Linked DNA regions of Mus musculus: region 1 is linked to region 2. The links are chromatin contacts, called in public promoter capture Hi-C maps. All regions are on one chromosome and are shown on one strand. The core of a region is the stretch at or near the end of the contact, and the rest is flanking DNA. Distances in the headings are between cores, read along the strand shown.

What was found. Promoter capture Hi-C pulls out the DNA fragments that hold promoters and counts their contacts.
Region 1: a contact with region 2 is called in a promoter capture Hi-C map of the HPC-7 cell line. The contact joins two enhancer-like sites. A contact is called at or near these places in 8 of 39 promoter capture datasets (the C10 cell line, the HPC-7 cell line, cranial neural crest and 5 more), 1 of 15 datasets of contacts at CTCF or cohesin (large pre-B cells), 19 of 484 Hi-C or Micro-C datasets (CD4 T cells, the P5424 cell line, brown adipocytes and 12 more) and 3 of 115 datasets of contacts at active chromatin or transcription factors (T-cell acute lymphoblastic leukemia, astrocytes and embryonic stem cells).

Annotation. Positions count from the first base shown.
Region 1 is chr3:79,810,222-79,814,834 of GRCm38.p6, reverse strand. It overlaps Tmem144 (transmembrane protein 144), which reads left to right. Exons shown (of 12, transcript NM_001379543.1): 12 at 689-2,271. The coding sequence ends at 772. Among named protein-coding and RNA genes, the nearest start is that of Gm26420, 22 kb to the left of the region's middle. Within about 2 kb of position 2,779, at least 8 of the 459 cell types and tissues checked have an H3K27ac peak or open chromatin away from gene starts, as enhancers often do. A contact at or near this core is called in the HPC-7 cell line, where this site is marked.
Region 2 is chr3:79,176,377-79,181,704 of GRCm38.p6, reverse strand. It overlaps a transcript of Rapgef2 not described here. Among named protein-coding and RNA genes, the nearest start is that of Gm24150, 17 kb to the left of the region's middle. Within about 2 kb of position 2,819, at least 137 of the 459 cell types and tissues checked have an H3K27ac peak or open chromatin away from gene starts, as enhancers often do. A contact at or near this core is called in the HPC-7 cell line, where this site is marked.

The DNA.
Region 1 (4,613 bases), core at 1,530-4,029, 630 kb before region 2:
AAGGTTGCCTCCTTGGTCTCCTTACATTGATTCTGGCCCCTCCCATCTATTTCACATTCTCAAAAAAAAAAAAAAAAGTAGAATTTCCAGAATGCAAATCTAAAATTTCAGCACCTACATCTTCCTGCTCCTTTAATGCCTTCTTATTGCTTGAAAAGATAAGACCTATAGGCTCTTGAATACCCAACAGGCCATTCACCCCCCAGCCCCACCGTCTTAGTTAGGATCTTATGGCAGTGAAGAGACACCATGACCATGGCCACCTTTATAAAAGAAAACACTTAACTGGAGCTGTGTCATAGTTCAGAGGCTTAGTCCATTATCAGCATGGTGAGAAGCATGGTGGTATACAAGCAGCCACGGTGCTGGAAAGGGGCTGAGAGTTCTGCATCTAGATCTACAGGGCAGCAGGAAGGAGACTGCCACACTGGATGTGGCTTGAGCATCTGAGACCTCAAGACCCGCCCACAGGGACACACTGCCCCCAGGGAGGGAGAGATGGAGAGAGGGAGGGAGAGAGGAAGGGAAGGAGGGAGGGAGACAGAGACAGAGACAGACCAGCACACCAATAGCCAGAGCATATGACACAGTAAAGATCCATGACAGTCGTTTTAAAATATACATGTTGTAAATTTAAATTTGATTCAAGTTTTATTCAATGCAGCCGTTCTTTTTTTTAATTACTCAGGGTCTCCGAAACTACTTACTGATGATGCTCGCTTTCTGCATCATCTTAGCTGGGGCCTTGTGCACCGCTTTTTCTAAAGTGTAGCTGTTCACGGCAAGAGCAGCAGAGGGCAGCAGAGGGCAGCAGCGGCTAGGAGAAGGACCTCTGCTGCGCAAGCTAACACTACAGGCAGCTAAGCTGTGGCACTGTGGGTCTCTGCCACTCTGGGAATGAACGGATAAATGGCTGTTGGCTCCACCAACGTGAGAACGCGAAGAGAGACCGTGTTTCAGTTCAGCGTGTGTGAAAACTCTTTTCGATGAGCTATTAACGAAGGCTGGACCTCGCTGGGTGGCTCAAAGGCATATCGGATCATCCTGTCTAACAATGTCTACTTAATACTATAATCCAGAAAATAGGATGGAGTTTGTACAAAAGAAATTACCATCCCAATTTATAATTTATTAATAAAGAGGACCCAAAATAAGTACTTTCTTGGTTGTGGGAAGGAACACACACATACCTTGTGGAATTTACATTCAAAGATATCGGCCCCTTTGCTAAGAGCAAATGTCATAGTTGCAACCTGAATGTTTAAAATGCCATTTCTTTTTTTTTTTGGCCAAAAATTATTACTTTAATACTACTCCGCTCTTTATCTTGCCTGACCTTCTTAGCTCAAAATGTTTGATAATTATTCCAGATAAAACGGATCCTCAGAGAGCAGGTCACCACCACTCCTATGTACGTGTGATATAATGTATACATTCACAAGCACACATACGTGTGTGCATGGTTTCAGATTTGGACACATTCTAGAGTTGCTGAAATAGCAGTTTTAGTTCATCACGTTCAACTTAAAGGAAGCCGACTTGTTTGACTGCACAACTAATTTTTTCCTCCTTAAACACAGTTACTTAAAAGATCATTTTAACTGGAAGTGTTTCTTTTGACCCTATTTTAACTGATTTCCAGGAGACAAAAGAAGGTAGCATATATATTGATTTGATTCTTTAAGGGAAAAAAAAAAAAACACAGGCACATTGCTCACAATCATGCTCTCTGCACCCTTAATAGAATAATGGTGTTTGGCTGTGCCTTTCACCCATTCTCTCCTGATATTGCAGTACTTTGTTGTGCCAGAGCAACAGAATAGCATCCTGCACCTGCCTCGGCTTAAACCTCAGATGCTCCGTCTGAGTTGTGCAGCTTTGGACCTGAGAGCTCTCTCGGCATGGCAGGCTTCCTGGGAAGGAGGGCTAGCGATAGCATGTGCCTTGAATTCTGTTGTCCAAATGTCTCCTTGCCTGACAAACACTCTAAACTTCTTTGCTATTGTTACTACATGTTAATCAAGGGGAAACAACGTTTACAGGTAGGAAAAACTTACAACTTATAAAAACTACTGGACTTACCACCCTCAGCCCAATTGAACTTTGTCTTGCCAAATCAGAAACATCCCTGGAGTCCCTTCTAATCATTGAATTGCTCACACAAATAATGTTTGATATTAACAATGTCTTTTTTCTATTTCAGTTTTTACTTGAAATGTCATTAAATTGTGATGGTATGGCAATTTCTGAATAAACATGACAGAAAAACTATTTCTTTTCTTCTTTAGATATATATTTAGAATTTCATGGTGGGCAGCCTTTATTCTTTGTGAGGTGGCCAATTTTAAATGGGAAGTAAGGAAATTACAGAGAAAAAAAAACAGTAAAAGAAAATAAAGAGCCCTTAATTCCACCCCAAGCAATCCAAGCAATGCCTACAATGTTAATAAAAGTATTGTGGGAGAAACAAGCTTTTCCAAAATGGTTACCAAACAATTTACTGTTCATGGTTACGTTATAGGGACAGATCTGAGTCCTAGCACACTCAATGGCATTTGCTGGGTTCCTTATCTTTTGATACAGGGCCATGTGGTTATTAGGAAAGGGGAGACACTCTCTTCAGGCTGATGAGCTGAGGGGAAGGCTCAAACAGTGCTGGCTAGAAGCTGCAGGACCCTTTCTAATCAAGGACGTAGCTCCACAGTTGTAGGCAGCCTAGTGAGGAAGGGCTTCCAGTCCTCTCTGTCCTGGTTTCTGTGGGTTCATCTTGATGTAGGTTTTAGGGTCTGTCTGTCTGTCTGTTTTTGCCTCTCCCCTCCTGCAGTTTTGTAATCTCCCCTCTGTCCACTCATCCTCAGAGGTGAGGGTTTGAGGTTTTCATTCCCCTTGTGTGGTAAACAGAGTCTGCTGTTTTGATCTTTTCAAGTTGTGCTTTCTACTGAACCTTAATGAAAATGGCAGCCACGTTTGTACCAGAGAGTTCCTGCCCCCTTGTGTCCAGAGGCAAAACTGCATAAAGTGAAAGGAGCCACCCCGTAAGGCTGATCTTCACACTGTGGGACATGCAGAACAGAAAATAAAGAATCTAGGGCTTAGCAATATAGCGTTTCCTTTGAGCTACCAATGGGCCTTTATTCCTGACTTACTTCATTTAGTGTAACTGGCTATTATACCTGTTGGTGCTAAAAGTCACATGGAGTTGAAAAAAGTAAGCTGTACAACCTTGTGTATAGTTTGATACACTTGAAGAAAATTGCTAGTGATCAAAGTGACCCACATGTATATTTATATAAAACATTAAAAACCAATGTTCACCAGGTGGTGGGGGTGCACCTCTTTAATCCCAGCACTTGGGAGGTAGAAGCAGGCAGATCTCTCTGTTCTGCAGAGCAAGTTCTAGGACAACCAGGGATATACAGAGAAACCCTGCCTCAAAAAACAAAACAAAACAAAAAAACAAATAAACAAAAACAATGTGTCAGACTTATCGAGATGGCTTTTGGGACCTCGAAGGAGATTGGCATGTTAATGTTGGGGGAGAGAAAAGCTGTTTGCATCAAGCAGTCATGAAAACATACTCAGGGTTTGTTATAGATGACACATTTTCAGCATCTTTTGACACATTTATAATTTTTAAAAGAACTGGAGCAGGAGAGACCAGGACTTCTCTTGAGTATAGACAATGAAGTTCAGTCTTTGGGTTGAAAATAAGCAAAGAGGAAAACAGCTCTGGGTGTCCTAGCAGCGTAAGTCCGTCGCGTGCAAGGTTACTGTGAACATTCTCAGAACTCTAAAGTGACCGAGGGGCGGGTGTGAACAGTCAGCCCACTTACACTCCTGCTACATCTCCAGCACATCTCATTTAAATCTAGCGCATGGGCAGTTACAGCTCTCTGTAAGAACCCTTGGACAAGGCAGAACACTGGGAAGATCTCCTTTTCCAGATGGGTGCTTGTTTTCCTGAGTCTGTTTCTGTGCTCCTTCCAACCTTCGAGTTCCACCCAGACCGTGCCTGCCATGCTTTCAAATACTGCAGACTCAGGAATGCATTTGAAATCCGCCTTTTCATCAGCACTGTATCTATCACAGATAAGGGAACTCCCCTATCGCCAGCACCACAGGCTTCGGTCTTCAAGCCCTTCTTAACCCTCCCTAAGTACATGAGCATCCTGATTTTACCAGACAGAATTTCTATGTACCTTGTAGTTTCCCCTCACTGATGTAAATAGTCATTAAGTCATTATGAAGTCAAAAGAGCTTACAATTTCTTGGCATCTGTTAACTCACACACGATGATACAGTGTATGAAAGCTGTTCTAATGGGAGATCTTTAAGTCCTCTCTAGTCATCACAGAGCAATAGTAGGCCAGCAAGTTGACTCAAGAGAGTAAATTAGATGCTTGCTGCCAAACCTGACAGCCTGAGTTGGACCCTGCGACTCGCACAGAAGAGGGATTGGACTAGAGAAAGCATACAACGATTCGTGCACTGTTAAGAATGGTACATACATTCATGTCCATAAATAATGGGAAAGATAAACAAATTGCAATATGCTTGCCAACTATGATGGAATAACAAAAACAAGAAATAAGCCACCAACACAGGCATGGAAG
Region 2 (5,328 bases), core at 1,570-4,069:
CCGCACTAATCCCTCAGGCCAGTATACAATTCAACTCTTTTGGTGGAGAGCAACCGGCTCTTCGCACCGCTCTAATACATGTTAATAACAAAGATTGCAGCTGTAGCTCTTGTGAACATTTGACCTTGAAGCCTCACAGGAGGACAGACATTGCCGATTTCTACTTGTCCTTGAGTTACAAGAGTAGATAATGAATTAATACAAATTGATAAAGAGTATCTGTCAGGCAGCTGCTGAGGTCATGAGACTGGTATGCGGAAAGAGTGCCCATACAACATGCGTAATACATAATGCAGCCCAGAGAGGTGGGTGGGTCATGGAAGCAGGAAGCGAGCCTCAGAAGGAATGTTGGCTCTGCTAGAGCCACAAGCCCGGAGTGCATGGGCTCACCAGCAGCTAACAGGGAAATGGGAGCGCTTGCTGCTACAGAGACGTAGCCGTAGACGGTGGCAGCACTGTTGCTGTACTGGGGCTTCAAAGACATTGAAGACAGTGCAGGTTGGATTTTTAGAAATTAAAATGTTCATACTACAAATATTAAATGCTTAATGCTTCTTAAGTAGAGGAACTGAACAGGGGGGTGGGAGAGTAGGGGGGCACAGTGAAGAGCCCTTCCTTATTATTTTTGTATGTGCTTGCTACATTTGTAAGTAAAGATTCAGTGCTGGGCTTCCAAACTGCCATTGAGTGCTTGCTGATGGTGGAACATTTCTAAAGTAGCTGTGGAAGGTGTCTAGAGACGGTGAAATGTGTGTAGTTTCCAAATACTTAGGGAATCGTCGCCACTTAGTCCACTCTCTTGACACAGTGTGTATACAGACACACACACACACAGACATAGACACACACACACACAGACACACACACACACACATTTTGTAATTTACATGAGGTATGATTTTATTTAGTGCCTGCTAATTTTTGAGTGAATGTAAAACATTTAAAAAGATTCAGTGTGTTTTTATGGCAAGTTTTTCAGTGTACTTTGCTGTTTTCTCTTGACTTGGGGAATGAAATTCCAGGCTTCCACAGTTGCTACCATACTTTGTCTAGACAATGAGATGTGACTCTTTCTTTGAAGTCATCGATACATACATTGATTTTGGTTCAGGAGCATCAGTTGGTTACTTACATTTTAGTTAATTAGATTTATTTATAAGGAGATTAACATTCAGTGTCTATCACTTTCTAGGAATGACGAGATGAGAAATAGGCTCTCTGATAGTTTGGCGTTTTAGATGATTTGGTAAATTTGGATCGCCTGTCAGTGTCTCAGCTTCTCTGCTGTGCTCTGATCTCCTGGTTGTCTTCCCTGACAGGAGTAAGTTTACATTCCGATGTAGAGAACTTGCATTCCGCCAAGCAGTTCTGACGCACACAAGAATGTGGAGGCCCATACACAGGGCAAGGTTAGGGACACTGGCAGAGGGGGCTTCTGTGCCCAGCTGCTGCCTTTTCCAGGACACTCACACTAATAAAACATGCTCTTGAATCAAATTGGGAGGAAACGTGCTGACAGAAACCTAGGCTCGACCAGCCTTACAAACTTCTGCTACCCATTAGTTACTTATGGGAGTTTACACAAACTAGGTAAGGTGCTTTTCGCAGATTTGTGCTTTCTGGTTATGAGCTCTACCTAGCGGGCTGTTATAGCGCATTTTGGATTATGTAATGTCATGCTATTTGCACCTATTAAGAACATTTTCCTTACTTTATTTTGATTTGAAGAACTGAGTTAATTTGTAATTCGTAATTTTTAAATTGTTCTGTGCAAAACCTTCAAGTGGGATGAAACTGTGGACTGTTGTACTGTGGTGTGTGCTGAGGTGTGTGCTATGTGTTGTGCTGTGTGGTGTGTGGTGTGTGCTGTGTTGTGTGTTGTGCTATGTGCTGTGCTGTATGCTATGGTGTGTGTTGTGTGCTATGTATTGTGTTGCTGTGTGTTGTGTTGCTGTGTGTTAAGAGCTGTGCTATGTACTGTGCTGTGTGGTGTGTGCTGTGTTGTGTGTTGTGCTGTGTGCTGTATGCTGTGGTGTGTGCTGTATGTTGTGAGCTGTGCTGTGTGCTGTGTTGCTGTGTGTTGTGTGCTGTGTGTTGTGTGCTGTATGTTGTGTGTTGTGTGCTGCTGGTCTTTCAACTGATGGCTGGCAACAGATCTTACATGCTGTTATTTTCATAAGGCTAAGTAAGAGAGCCAACAGTTGACAAATGTGGACCTGTGTAACTTAGCTTTCATTTTGCGGCTGGCTGTTTAATATTAAAGATTGTAAGAATGTACTGGAATTACGTTGAAGCTAAAGGGCTGAAATCAAAGTTGTGCAGTGTGTTTATAGAGAACAAGTTCTTTAAGAACACTCTTACCGCATTTGCTGCACCCTCACACCCCTCTTCAGTTTCATAGCTGCCTGTCAAAAGCCAGTGTCTAGGATGGAAAAGGACCAGGATTCTGAATGTTATAGCCAAGACTTACCTGGCATGTCGGCAAGTGTATGTGTATGTGCACGCACACACAAACATTGATTTTTGTTTTACACACAGGTATCCACAAAAACTGAAACTACTGTAAAGACTGGGATGACTTTTAAAGTGTTTTAATCCAAATGTAAACAAAACAGCACTCTATCTTTGAAAGTTCAAAGCGGCAACAGTTAACCTCTCTGTAGGTTGCACTCCCGGCAGGCACTGTCAGAGGGCACTTGGTCTGTATGGATCTGACATTCAAACCTCTGGGTATTTTCATCTGACCTAAGGCTCTTCCTGCACTGTGTGATTTTGCTGAATTTGAATTGCTCTGTGAATTACAAATGCTGAGCTGTCTTTTCCCTCTCGGCTAGCTGGCAAGTGTGCCTGGCCATTGAGTGCTGCCTCTCCCTGAAGGCCAGTCTGGGCTGTCATTGGGTTGCAGCTGTTTGAATACTCATCTTCCATGGACTGTAAACTACTGAAGAAATAATGGCTGTATTTTGTGAATTTGATTTTGTAAATTCCAATGTTAATTATAGGGCTTATGTTGATAATACTGATTTGTGTTACCTGTCCAGTGAACACATGAAGAGGAGTGGGCAGCAAAACACTTTTCATGTAAGAAATAATATGGAAGAGCCTTATTATAGTCCACGGACAAAAGGAAAAATGTGGTTATATTGAGTTAAAGCAAACAGGATATAACTGACTGCTGGGGACACGCACTGAGTGTCTGTTACATGTGTGCCTTCCCCATGTCTTCCCACGTACGTTCATAGCTACTGTCACTTCAGCCTTCTAGGACCAATGGGAAGAGGTTGGTGCAGTGTTTCTCAGTGGGGTGGTCCAGTCTCAAACAACTTAAGGCTTTGGTGTGGGTGAGGCTGGGGGGAGGCTCTAACCATGGCCAGGCGTGAAGTGGCAGGCAAGCACTCTGCCATCTACTTGTTTGCTTTGACTTCCTGCTTTCCCTTACTTCTTAGTTTTTGTAAAGAAACCTAAAGCCACTAAAAGAAACAGAAACTAACTGTGGGGCTCGCCCTTCTGTCTCCTCTCCAGCCTCAGCGGCCTCTCGGCCTCTCGCTTTCTTCCTCTGTGAAGTTGCCTATTCTAGCTAATTCCTCTAAGTGGAGTTTTTGTGACTGGCTTGTTGCCCTCCGGGTGATATTTTTAAGCTTCGTCCATTTGTATCATGTGTCAGTTCTTGAGTCCTTTTTATGTCTGAATAGTCCTCCATTGTGAGCTGTATATGGTGTCACGCAATTGTCCGCCCAGCGCTTGGGAGGCTCCATGCAGGCGAAGCATGGATTTGAAGCTAGCCTGGGTGGGCTATGGAGCCAGACTGTTATCACCAACATTCTGAAGTCTGTTTTATGTGTACATAATACTGTTTGTTTGGTTAATAGAGTTGTTTCCATATGTGGCCATTGTGAATTATATTGCACTGAGCTCTGCTGTACAAATAGTGGAGTCCTGGCGCTTCCCTAGCACCAGGGCTATGGACAGCACTGTACTCGCCTCATGGTCTTACAGGTGCTCTCAAGAGACCCTAGTTCAGATCCTTATGCTTCCAGCTGGGATGTAAGCAGCTGGCCCTTCTCCTCAGTTCAGTTTGATAAAGACAGATGCCTTGCTTAGATTTATTCCAAGGGAGCTGCCTCTCTCCTTCAGCGTATTTGAGAAATGCATGTGCTGAAGAATTGTTTTCCCAATTGACAACATGGTGATGTCTCCAGGATGTGAGTCTTGTGGCTGTAGTTTACCAGTTCACCTACAGCTACCACATCCCAGACTCTCCTGGGAACATATTATACAGTGTGACCTTTGCATGTTAATTCAACTCAAAGTCATGAAGTTCTAGAAGCTAAGCCCTAGCTGTATGGTAACAGGATGTGGGGACTTGGTACAGGAACTGTGCATACCAGCAGCGCTGTGGAGTTTGCTAGTGTTGAAAGTGGGGATTCACCTTTCCTGCTGAAGTTTGTGAACAGCCCCGTGGCAGCACGTTTTGATTTCCTTTATCAGGTATCGTAGGACCATTGTATCCATTACAAATACGTATGATTTCTTTACTGTGCCATTCCACATTTTCAAAAGAAGCAGTAGTGCTTATAAAATTGCCCAGGTCTGAGATGGAATGAAGTATGACAACTGAGTCTCCCAGCTGTGCTCTGGCATTCTTATTTATTTTAGGTGTTGGCAGTTGAACCTGGGAGGTGCTCTTGCTAATTGCACATACCACACTGAGCCACACAGCACCCCCTGCCTTCATTTTTAGATTTTGATGTTATGTTACTTAGTAACAAACCTGAAATATACAATATATATTTGTACCTAATCATGTAATAGGATTAAAATGATGATATTGGTAAGCCTGTTACATATTTTATTAATATGTCAAAATTATTTTTCAAGTTGTTGAATACCATGGTGTCCAGAGGTTGATGACTGTGTCTCTCTGTCAGTCCCAGAACTCTCACGTTATGGTTAGTCTCACCAGCCAGCTTGCTCCAGGGATCCTCTGACCTCCCTTTTACCTCCACAGCCATGCATGTTTGCAGTGGATTCTGGGATCTCAACTCCGGCCTTATTGCTTGTATGGCAAGGGCTTTAACTACTAAGTCATTTCTCTACCTTACCGGCAGAAGTCTTCTGCTTTATAAGGCACGCTACAGTATGTATGTTTGAATATGTCTGAATGTATGTGAGTGTTTTAGAAATTCTTTTTCAATGGTATTATCTATAAATCTGGGTTTGATCTTCATAAAACAAGTTTTGAACCCCGAAGAACATAATTGATGAGTCTACTCTGACTGGTGACCCCTCATGTAAATGAATAAAATTGACAGATGAAGTGGTCGGAGG